2 separate regions of the Gasterosteus aculeatus genome follow, and region 2 is linked to region 1. Evidence: chromatin contacts called from public Hi-C data. All regions are on one chromosome and are shown on one strand. The core of a region is the stretch at or near the end of the contact, and the rest is flanking DNA. Distances in the headings are between cores, read along the strand shown. Region 1 overlaps scaf11 (SR-related CTD-associated factor 11). Region 2 overlaps slc38a4 (solute carrier family 38 member 4).

Evidence for each region. Hi-C and Micro-C count contacts between places; a contact is called where the count stands out from the background.
Region 2: a contact with region 1 is called in a Hi-C map of whole body, with 5 times the contacts expected there. The contact joins two enhancer-like sites. A contact is called at or near these places in 5 of 6 Hi-C or Micro-C datasets (liver, skeletal muscle, tail fin and 1 more).

Annotation. Positions count from the first base shown.
Region 1 is chr4:20,943,627-20,948,524 of fGasAcu3.hap1.1, forward strand. It overlaps scaf11 (SR-related CTD-associated factor 11), which reads left to right. Exons shown (of 15, transcript XM_078100986.1): 14 at 1-71; 15 at 329-1,444. The coding sequence ends at 424. slc38a2 (solute carrier family 38 member 2) reads right to left here. Exons shown (of 16, transcript XM_078100988.1): 15 at 4,843-4,898; 16 at 2,819-4,613. The coding sequence ends at 4,497. Among protein-coding and RNA genes, the nearest start is that of slc38a2, 9.8 kb to the right of the region's middle. Within about 2 kb of position 1,930, at least 1 of the 9 cell types and tissues checked has open chromatin away from gene starts, as enhancers often do.
Region 2 is chr4:20,976,539-20,981,436 of fGasAcu3.hap1.1, forward strand. It overlaps slc38a4 (solute carrier family 38 member 4), which reads right to left. Exons shown (of 16, transcript XM_078100987.1): 11 at 4,442-4,521; 12 at 4,202-4,302; 13 at 3,612-3,736. Among protein-coding and RNA genes, the nearest start is that of LOC144406171, 3.4 kb to the right of the region's middle. Within about 2 kb of position 2,428, at least 1 of the 9 cell types and tissues checked has open chromatin away from gene starts, as enhancers often do.

The DNA of each region.
Region 1 (4,898 bases), core at 680-3,179:
AACCATATTACCAAAAGAAGGAAATCACAAAGGAGGAGTACAAGGAGATTGTCCGTAAAGCGGTTGAAAAGGTAAGACACAGCGTTTAAATGTGAGTGCAAGTTCTAAAATGTCGTTGTAAATGAATCAAGAGCAGGAAAGCGCAGCTAACACAAAACCAGGGATACGCTCTACAGTGGATGTGCTAGTAGTAAACCGCTTTCATTTAAAGAGCCGTTGATCAACGCGGCATTGAATTGTGTTCTCGGTCTTTTGGAAAGACTTGAGACGAAAGGGGCCTTCCCCTGAATCTGACCGCGTGTTGGTCCTCGACCGTTTATTTCCCCAGGTGTGTCACAGCAAGAGTGGTGAGGTGAACTCCAGTAAGGTGGCCAACCTGGTGAAGGCCTATGTGGACAAATACAAGCACGCCCGCAAGAAATGAAGCCCCGCGTGGCGACGCCCTCACGGACCCATTCAGCTGCTCAAGTGCAATTTCCTCTGGCTGGAATTTAGCCTCCAAACTGACAACGGAGAGCCAACATTTCCTTTTTTGATATCTCTACCTTTTATTGAATGATGAAGATTTTTTTCTATAGATTTTCATATTTTGTTAGAAAAATAATTACCCAATCAGAAATTGTAATGCAAGAGCCCTTTATTTTGCATAGATCATGTTTCTTGGGGAACTACTGTAAAGAGCGCGGGGGGGTGGGGGGGGGCGTATGACGGAGGAGGGAAGCGGTTTATGCTGAAGATGCAACGCTCAGCGGACTACATCAGCTCGTGTAGGGTGGAGCCTTTTCCAGGGTGCCGGCTGGTACGATGAATGCATCCTGATCGCATAGCTTATTAATTGAATATTGTCAATGTTCTTTTTTTAAAAGATTACATAAGGCCTCTTTAAAACAACAAGTGCATTGCCTTTATTAATCTCTGTGGTTCAATAAAGGGCTGGAATCTGATGAGTGATATTGTAATCCGGTTCCTGATTGGCTGAGGAGACCATCAGAAGTGAGTTTGTAATATTGGGCAAAGGACCCGGTGGGGGGGGGGGGGGGGGAAACTGAACCCCTCCTTTGGCCTGAATGTGTATTACATGTTAATGGGTGAACACGATCTGTTCAAAGTATCCAGAGAGTAGTGAAATAAAAGAGCTGCTGCCTGATCTGCTGTGTGTTTGTTGGAGGGCTCGCTAAGGGATGGAAGCACGCCTCGATTTTAAGTGTTTCCTGCTGCTCAGGGGCTGAATTTAGTCTTTCCTGTGATGTTTCTGCTCCACCAAATCAAACCATGTAATGTGATTTGTTTATCTGTTTAAACACGAGGGATCCACCTTACTTATTCTGTGAAAGTGAAACCTGTCAACAGATTGGATGGGCAGTATGTGGCAGCACTGTCAAAAGTATATAAAATAACAGTTGTATACAGACATGTAAAAAATAAACCAGCTGTTATGGCAGACTTGATGCCTACTGCTGCTTATTTACACATCAACAGTTGCGAGAAAAATGTTATTCATTTGGATTTGTTTCTGACCGAAGGAGTTTCAAGTGTTAAGTTCTTTATTCAGCGAACATTGAATGAAAAGCTTTTCTCCAAACCCCATTTGGCTTGTCACAGAAGGGAAAGCACAGATATAAATAATCCTACTGATCAGTTCTGCATCCTATTAAGCTGCTGGTTTAGGGTTTCCCCCTTCTTCATGTCTGTGATTTATGGGACACTCAAACGCCATTCATGCAATTAGAAACGCTTGTGCTTTTTCTCAAAGCTGTGAGTCCAAAATTGAGTCAAATTAACGGATCGTAGCTGCGATGTACAAAACCTAAATTAACAATATAAGACGTTTGTCAACTGTTTCCATGTTCAGTAACGAGACTACAGCGTTGAATGTAATAAGCTGTATGTAAGCTGTCATGTCTGTCATGTATGCTTTCGGGCATATGTCATGTTAAAGTATACTAATTTAGTATGTTTTGTGTCGGAGTTTTATGAATATTTAATCTCCGGTTGCGTAGTGTCGCCTGATGGCCTGAAGGCGTCAGTGTTGTGTCGAAGGAGAAAAGGGCACGGTTGACTTCTTTTCATAAACATTTTGAACAGTGTCTTTAGTCAACTACCAGATTTTAACTATATGGAAGGTTAATACAGTGTGAGCAAAGCATTTTTACAAGAATGAAGGCAGTGTTCAGGCGGAATTCAACTTCATGAAAGCAAAAAAAACAGAGACGCTGCACTACGACAAGTCTTGTGTAGAAGTTAAAATGATTTCTGATCATTAAAAATGTTAGTATATTTAACTGATGTCTAATATTTAAATTGATAGGTCTTAAAAGTCCCCGGTGGTGTGATGTTAAGCACTGTCGCCTGACGGCAAGAAGGTCCCGTGTTCGACTCCTTCCTGCGTGGAGTCTGCATGTTCTCTGCGGGCGCCGCGGCTTCCTCCCACACTCCAAAGCCATGCTCTGGGGATTAAGTTAATTGGTGACTTTAATTGCCTGTAGGTGTGCGATCGACCGTGTCTCCATGTCGGCCCTTCGATTGACCTGTGACCCATCTTGGGTGTACCCCGGCTGTCAGGATCAATGGGTGGTTTTTTACTGTATTCAGGATTAGTTCGATAAAAATAAACTAATAATCCTTTTCCTTTAACAATAATACTAATGGTTTTTGTAAGTCATTTTGTGTTGTGTTATACATTAAGGCCCCTAGTTGCCTCTCTTGGGACAACAATCTGACCAAACAACTGAAGAACACTCTGTTGCAGCTCCTTGTCATAACACACATTCGCAAACTCTTCTCAGACCAAGATGAGTGTACAAAGAACAAAATGTTATTAGTTTATCAGTTTCTATTTTAATTGGACATTATTCACATGATGTACATAATGTTTCATTGAAACAAGACTAACACTGGTGGGCACAGCCCTCTTTGCTCCTGAGGTCAAGAGGTGGCTGACGTACTCTCCAACCAAGATGTGCATCAAGAACATTTTGCTGACATTTCTTGTTCAAGGGCCCCGACGGGAATAAGACTGCTTCTGCTGAATTAGTGACTTCTACACGTAACAGTTTTCACAGAATCAACACAATAGGATAATTCAGTCGGTCTTATCCGAGATGAACGGCGGAAGCCCCAGAGCTTTGGAGCCAATTCAATATCACAAATTCACCAGCTTGGGGATTATTTAGCGTTTGTTTTACAGCTCCAATGCATTATTGTAAAAAAAAAAAAAATTCAAACAAAACAAAGCATATGTACAGTTAAACTCAAGAGATATATATATATATACATTTATATATACATACGATATTTTATAAATATAGTAAAATAGATTAAATTACATTGATTTCATGGTCTTCCATAAATAGATGTTGGACAATAACAGTTTGGTGATGTGTTGAGTTAGTGTTGGAAGCACAGTGCACTGTCAGGTGACGAGTCTGCGTCGGCTCACCAAGTTCTCCTTTGTGAAACATTTCAAAAGCAGAACACTACACAAAAACACTCCAAATAGTTTGACTGTCTGCTGGTCGGTGTGTAAGAGGAGATCCGACCTATTACTTTTTTCTTCTTTCTTTTTTCTCGCAAGTTTAACAGGTATGTTACAACCACTGTATGTGGTCAAATTCAAGGTAGTCTCCCGTAAAGACAAAAAAAATAAAGTTTCCCTGGCGGTCGAGTGGCCTCCAGGTCTCGAAGCAGTAGTTTCGTCACTGAAGCCAACAAGCCAACAAGATCCTCAGCAGTTTTTTTTTTTTTAAATACAGTTTAGTGAGAGTCCTCTAATGAGAAACTCTACAGCTCCCAGTGTCGGGTTGGAAAAGGCAGACTCTGTGCACTCGTATCGGGGTTTGCATGGAGCGCTGACACTAAGCAAGGTCACAGAGCCGTGGTACGAATACTCAAAAGGCAGAGTAATGGGCCTCGCATTGACATGTGCTGAACAGTAAGTGCTTTTCAATTTACAACGATGCTAAACAAATACATTTTTGGCAAAGAGAAAGAAAAAAAAAAACAGAAAAAAAAGTAAAAACACAACTACTGGAAGGAACTGAATCGCCCTTGAGGACGTTGAACTTTCAAGTTGCCTCGCCAATCTTGAGGTCGTGAACTCGTGAGGTTCACGACCGGATTGGCTGTTGCCGAGCTCCGAGGTCACAGCCACGCCCACACGCCGTACCTGAGTGTCAGCTGCATTTTGAACTCTACGAACGCCGTCTCTGCTTTGAGGCATCTTCAAATATTTGTTTTCAGCTGTACCATAACTACAAAACAAAAATAGGAGCGAAAGCAACAATGAAAAAAACCTACAATAAAAAGAGAAGTAAAACAAGTGAAACACCATCTTTGTGGCCTATAACAGCGTACTGTACAAAGTTCGATACATTCTCTTGGAATGGCATGGTTTGTCGCTCAGCAAGTCAAAGCAGAGCATCAAGTGAGTTCTTGTGTTTTGATTTTCTTTAACGACGGGTTTGATCTCCGTTGGTCGCGCGCTCATAGCGGCGCCCTTAGTGTCCGTCGGCGTGCGCGACCGGGCTGGCTGAGGCGTTGTGGATCCAGTCCAGGACGATGAGGGTCATGCTGCCGATCATCACAAAGAAGCCCAACAGCAGGAAGGCGGTGGCCTGGTGAAGGAAACCGTTTCACATTTAGCCAACGTGTTGGATGCAACAATTCATTCTGTGTTCAATATAATACGGTAATCTTAGCTTAGTAGAGAAATAGAAAACATTCACAGAGGTGTACAGGTTACCGAGCTGGCTGTTTCCAAAGCTTTTCGGTCTTTATGCTATGCTATGCTATGCTATGCTAAGCTAAGGGACAAATACAAAGGTGTAAGAACGGGCTCCTTACCCCGATCTTTTGGACAGACTTCATGGACTCCTTCTTGACCAGTTTGATGTAGAAAG
Region 2 (4,898 bases), core at 1,178-3,677, 33 kb after region 1:
CACATTAAACCAAATGACCTGTTATGCCTGTGAGAGAGCTTCAGATTGGCTTCTGTGCTTCACTGTTCAGTCACATTAGAAAATGTCTCTGCATTTTAAGCCCAAATTACTTTAGCACAGGACACATTGAACATCATCTAACTGCATCCCTCCTCCTGTTCTACAAACATGCCCAATACTCCCACCAGCTGTTGCATAATCAGGCCCGGTTTGGAAAACTATAGCCTGGATGTGGCATTTCTCTCCATGGCCCCAAACTATTCAGCACCCAACTGTTACCAAGCGCAAAGCCTTTGGAGTTCACCGTGTGATATTTGCAGTCTTTTCGCCCCTAATTCTTCACCTGCTAGTTGTAGGCAGCCAGATCCACCCCGCTGCAACTGGGTGAATCTGGTCTTCAGCCAGCGAGCGATAAACTTGCAACTTCATAGCTATCTTGGCTTGTTGTGTCAAAGCCGAGGACAAAAAAAAAAGATATTTGCGGAAGACGAGGATTATGTTAAATCAGGATTTAGGCTTGAATGGAAGTGTAGAATTGCCGCTGCGAGGGAATGACACTCCATGCAGTACAGTCCCCTTATAAGGAACATCAGAAACACGGAACGCCACATGGAGAGTTCCTTTAAACAGCCGAGCAACGAGAAAGAAACAACCTAAACACTCTGTACAGCACTAATGCCTCTGACCTTGTGGAAAAGATACTCAGTAGAGTTTATTAAACCCACCTAGAACGTTCCTAATATGACATTAAAAGATACACTCAATAATCTTTACCGATTGATATGTCCAAAATGTGAAACCTAAAAATGTGTTGTGACCAAGGTTCATAAACTAGCAGATATAACTAATGAGTATAACTGATCTGCAAAGCTTTGGAATCATAATTACGGTTTAAGAAAGTCTTTTCACAATCTACAAACGCTTCATAAAGGATGAATTAACAGAAAGCCAGAAACCAACATGTCAAAAGAAGCTTTTAACAGTGTCCCTGGAAGGCAAACAACTAGGTTACAATTGTTTGGATTCCTCACAGAAATAATTGCATGTTATTTGAGCATCAAAATGAGTTGTCCAAATGCCAGTCACAAATTCAAGCCAACTGTCGATGTTTAGACTAATGCTAATAATGTAGTTATTACAAACAAGTTTATCTTGTGTAATCAAAACGTTCGTTGCCTATTGCTCCAATCCCTTTTTTCTATAAGATTACATAAATATAAGACCAGACATCAAAGGATAAGCACCAATAGAGAAGAAAGTCAGTTAGTCTCTTGTGATGCTTCAGAGAAAAGTGTTCCAGCTCCTCAAAGAAAGACCTGGACGGAGACTCAAATGCCACTCCGCGGTGGTGGGACATGCAGGTGAGGGTGCTGCTGTTAATCGGCTCGTTTGTAGCCGTCTCGCATGGTTTCAATCTCCAGCTGGAGCCTGAGAACTGGGGCATGTTTGACTCCACATAAAGCCCTTTCATTATGTACTGGATCCTGGCAAAGCCCTGTGCGATCTGGCCTCTGTTAGCGTCTATCCTACACGTGACTGCGCACACACACACACACACACACACACACACACACACACACACACACACACACACACACACACACCTCAGAACTTGCACTCTTCCTCACACACACACCAAATCTCTCTTCTCTAATGGAGACCTTCACCCCCCGGAGCCAGGGACAGACAAAGCCAATGCCAATCTCTGTAGCTGAAGGTACGCAGCATTTCTATCGCAAAATGAAGGTCAGGAGGATTCAAGGCGAGATTCTCAAATGTCAAAGAGAAAGTTGGCACAGTGGACAGAATAGTAGTTTCTTTGGATCTTTGGAGCCTCAGTTGCATCAAAGGTGGTCAATCTATCGACTGCGCTACAGCAACGACTCCCTGCTCTGTCTCAAACATACATTCTACAGAACAGGAACAGACATTTCTGCACAGAATCTATATTCACTTCACAATCCGCATTATTTCACACTGTTTCACATTATTTCACGGTCTCTTTTTTGCAAGAAAAAAAAACAAGCAAAAGACATTTTTTAAACCCAGACTTTTGCATGACTTTGTCTTCTTCTGCATTTACCACAGCTGGTTTGCCACATTCATTGTCAAGCTTGTGTTCCTCAGCAAAATGTGTATCTCTCTGTTATCTCGGTACTCCTCCCTCTCACTCCCCCTTCTGCCTTTCAGTTACATTTGAAACGTATTCATGGTGAGCTGAGATTTAGTGGCAGCTGGATTGTTCTTGCGCAGGAAAAAGGAACAAGCAGACCTTTCATTGTAACTCTGCACGATTACTGTTGAACAGAGAAATTTAGACATTTCTGAAAATCAGTCACTAAATTGCTCCTCACTGTCTTTGGGGCTCAAATGCACACGCAGATAAGTCGCAATTGTGTCTGCATTTAATTGACGTGCACTCGCAGCCCCTCCCCCCTCCTGTCTCACTGGCTCCGCCTCTATATCCATGAAGAGTGGGGTTTTTTCCACTGTCCACTCGGAGCCGGTAAACTTCCACTGCAGAAACAGAGTGATTTCGACCCCCCCCCCCTCCCCCCGGCCCCCCCTCCGCCAAAAACAGCCCACCCCCCGACATCGAAAAAACATTAGTATCTTCCCCGTGTTTGTGGATATGGGGGAGAACGCAAGCACATATAGCTACACAGCTACAGTGAGACAGAATGCGCATGCTCGGAGATGAAATAAACGAATACAGAGAAGCTCAGATAAATGTGTATATTTATATTCTGTAACTATGTATAAATGTGTGCGCGCGCGGTCTTCAGCCACAACATGCAGTCATTGCTGCATCATTCTCTGTCAGCACAGTCCTGTCACCAAATAGGCTTTGCTGCCTCCTGGTGGCCACTTCCTATGCCTGCAGCCATGTCCGATCGATTGACAAATACGCAGATGTTTGTCCTGTCTTTACCGTACATACATTAACGTGTGTTCGTGAGTGTGTGTGTGTCTGTTTATGGGAACTAAAACAGAGTGTGAAAACTTCCTCTGGCCAGTGGCCATTTTTGTTTCCCCCCCCCCCATGTCATACAAGGGCCAAGCTAAAATTAGCCCGTGCACATATATGGGGCGGGAAACAAGAGGAGTGTGCATACGTGTGTCCGAATGAATGCGATGGGGCGACGAGTCGGTAACCCTTTCACCCCAGCTTGAGAGAAAATGGAGAAAAAGACAAAAAAAGAGAAAAGGGGAGAGAGGCTTTACTGTTGAGTGTGTGTCGGAGTAATTGAGAGGCGCGTCCGCTTATGGCCTCAACCTGCGTAGTCTTGCTAAACGTGCCACTGAATGAATGGCCGCTTGGCGTCGGGTGGAACCCGGTGCCCAGATACCTAATTGCTTGGGTGGTGTATGTTTGCGTGCATGCCGACCGTAGAGTGTTTGTGCCTTCTGACGTGAATGAAATGATATCAGCGGCTTCAATTAAAATGCTGAGAGAGATGAAAGAGGACAGCTACACTTTGAGGCATCATTTTCCGCTTAGCCAAACTGCTAACTATAACCCCCTACTCCTAAAGAGTAGGGGGTTATAAAAAGAGTCTTAACAAACTGTGTGTGTGTGTGTGTGTGTGTGTGTGTGTGGGGCTACTCACAGGGAACAACACAATGGGGACAGTCAGAGTGACGGCAGTGAGAACCGCCAGACGCACCAGCAGCAACAAGGTGTCAAACTTATAGACCTTGGTGAAGGTGTGGAGCAACTCTGCCTCCACGTTTTCTGTGTGGGAGGGGAGACGAAGGAAAAAAGTAACACTTGGTGAACAAAAGCGAAAACAGAAGCGATTGGAACAGCCACGTATTGATGGGGGGGAGAATTGAAATGTCAGCGTCAATGTCAAATATCCAGAATCTATCCCTTTCCAACTAAAGCAAGCAGAACAACATCTCTATATGGGTCCAGGTCTCTCCTGCTACTGAGCGCACCCCCCCCCCCCTCCCCAGAGCACAGCTAGGAGCAGCAGTGCAAATGATTGAAAAAATGTGAAATTATGACTTCTCTGCTATTTTCGTACTTAAGTCGCCCAGTTGGCCTGATATGACGCTTCACACAGGGTTGCGGGGGGGCGGAGAACAACCCTGGTCTAGAGTTACTCTGTGACTTCTGCGCAGACTAAGACCAAGGATAGAACCTAAGGATTCTTTGGGCGCACACTACTGCTGCTTTGTGTTGGGTTGCTCTTACCATAGAAGGTGAGGTAGCCAAACAGGGCCGACAGCATGTACATGATGAGCATAGTAAGGATGGACAGGTTGGAGACATTCTGCATCTTTTTCCGGCTGCGACTGTGAAAAAAGACATTTAGTTAGATCACATTGCTTCTAAAATGCATTGGGTTGGGACATGCGGTAAAGGTAATCTTGGAAAACAACTTGCAAATTGAGCTTTTTCTTAACTTTCAAAGCAAAGAGTGCTTTTACTCACTCCTTAAGCTCACTGTAGATAGGCAGGACCTCAGGGTGGCAAACAAAGGCGAAGGCCAGGATGGGTACCGTGTACGCCGTCTGGGGGGGAAAAGATGCAGAAAATGCAGAAGGCTGTTGTGTAAAGCACAGAGGACACTGTCCCTTCTTTTAAATGTAAAATCCCTATAACTGCAACTGGCATGTGATTACAAATAATGCAGAAGAGTCTGGTAGTCAACTGATAATAATCCTACATGTCATATTCCAATCCGGACTCATGACCAAGCTGGCCCGGATACACACACACGCACACACCCTCAAACTAACCCCACCTTTACCAAACATGTCTTGGCTTATTGCTGGTATTCTAGTTGTCAGATGTGCGTGAGTATTCATGTACGCTGTGTCCACATTCTCTTCATTTGACACTTATCCAGACTCAACCCCGGCAGTGCATTAACTTCAATTCAAATGGT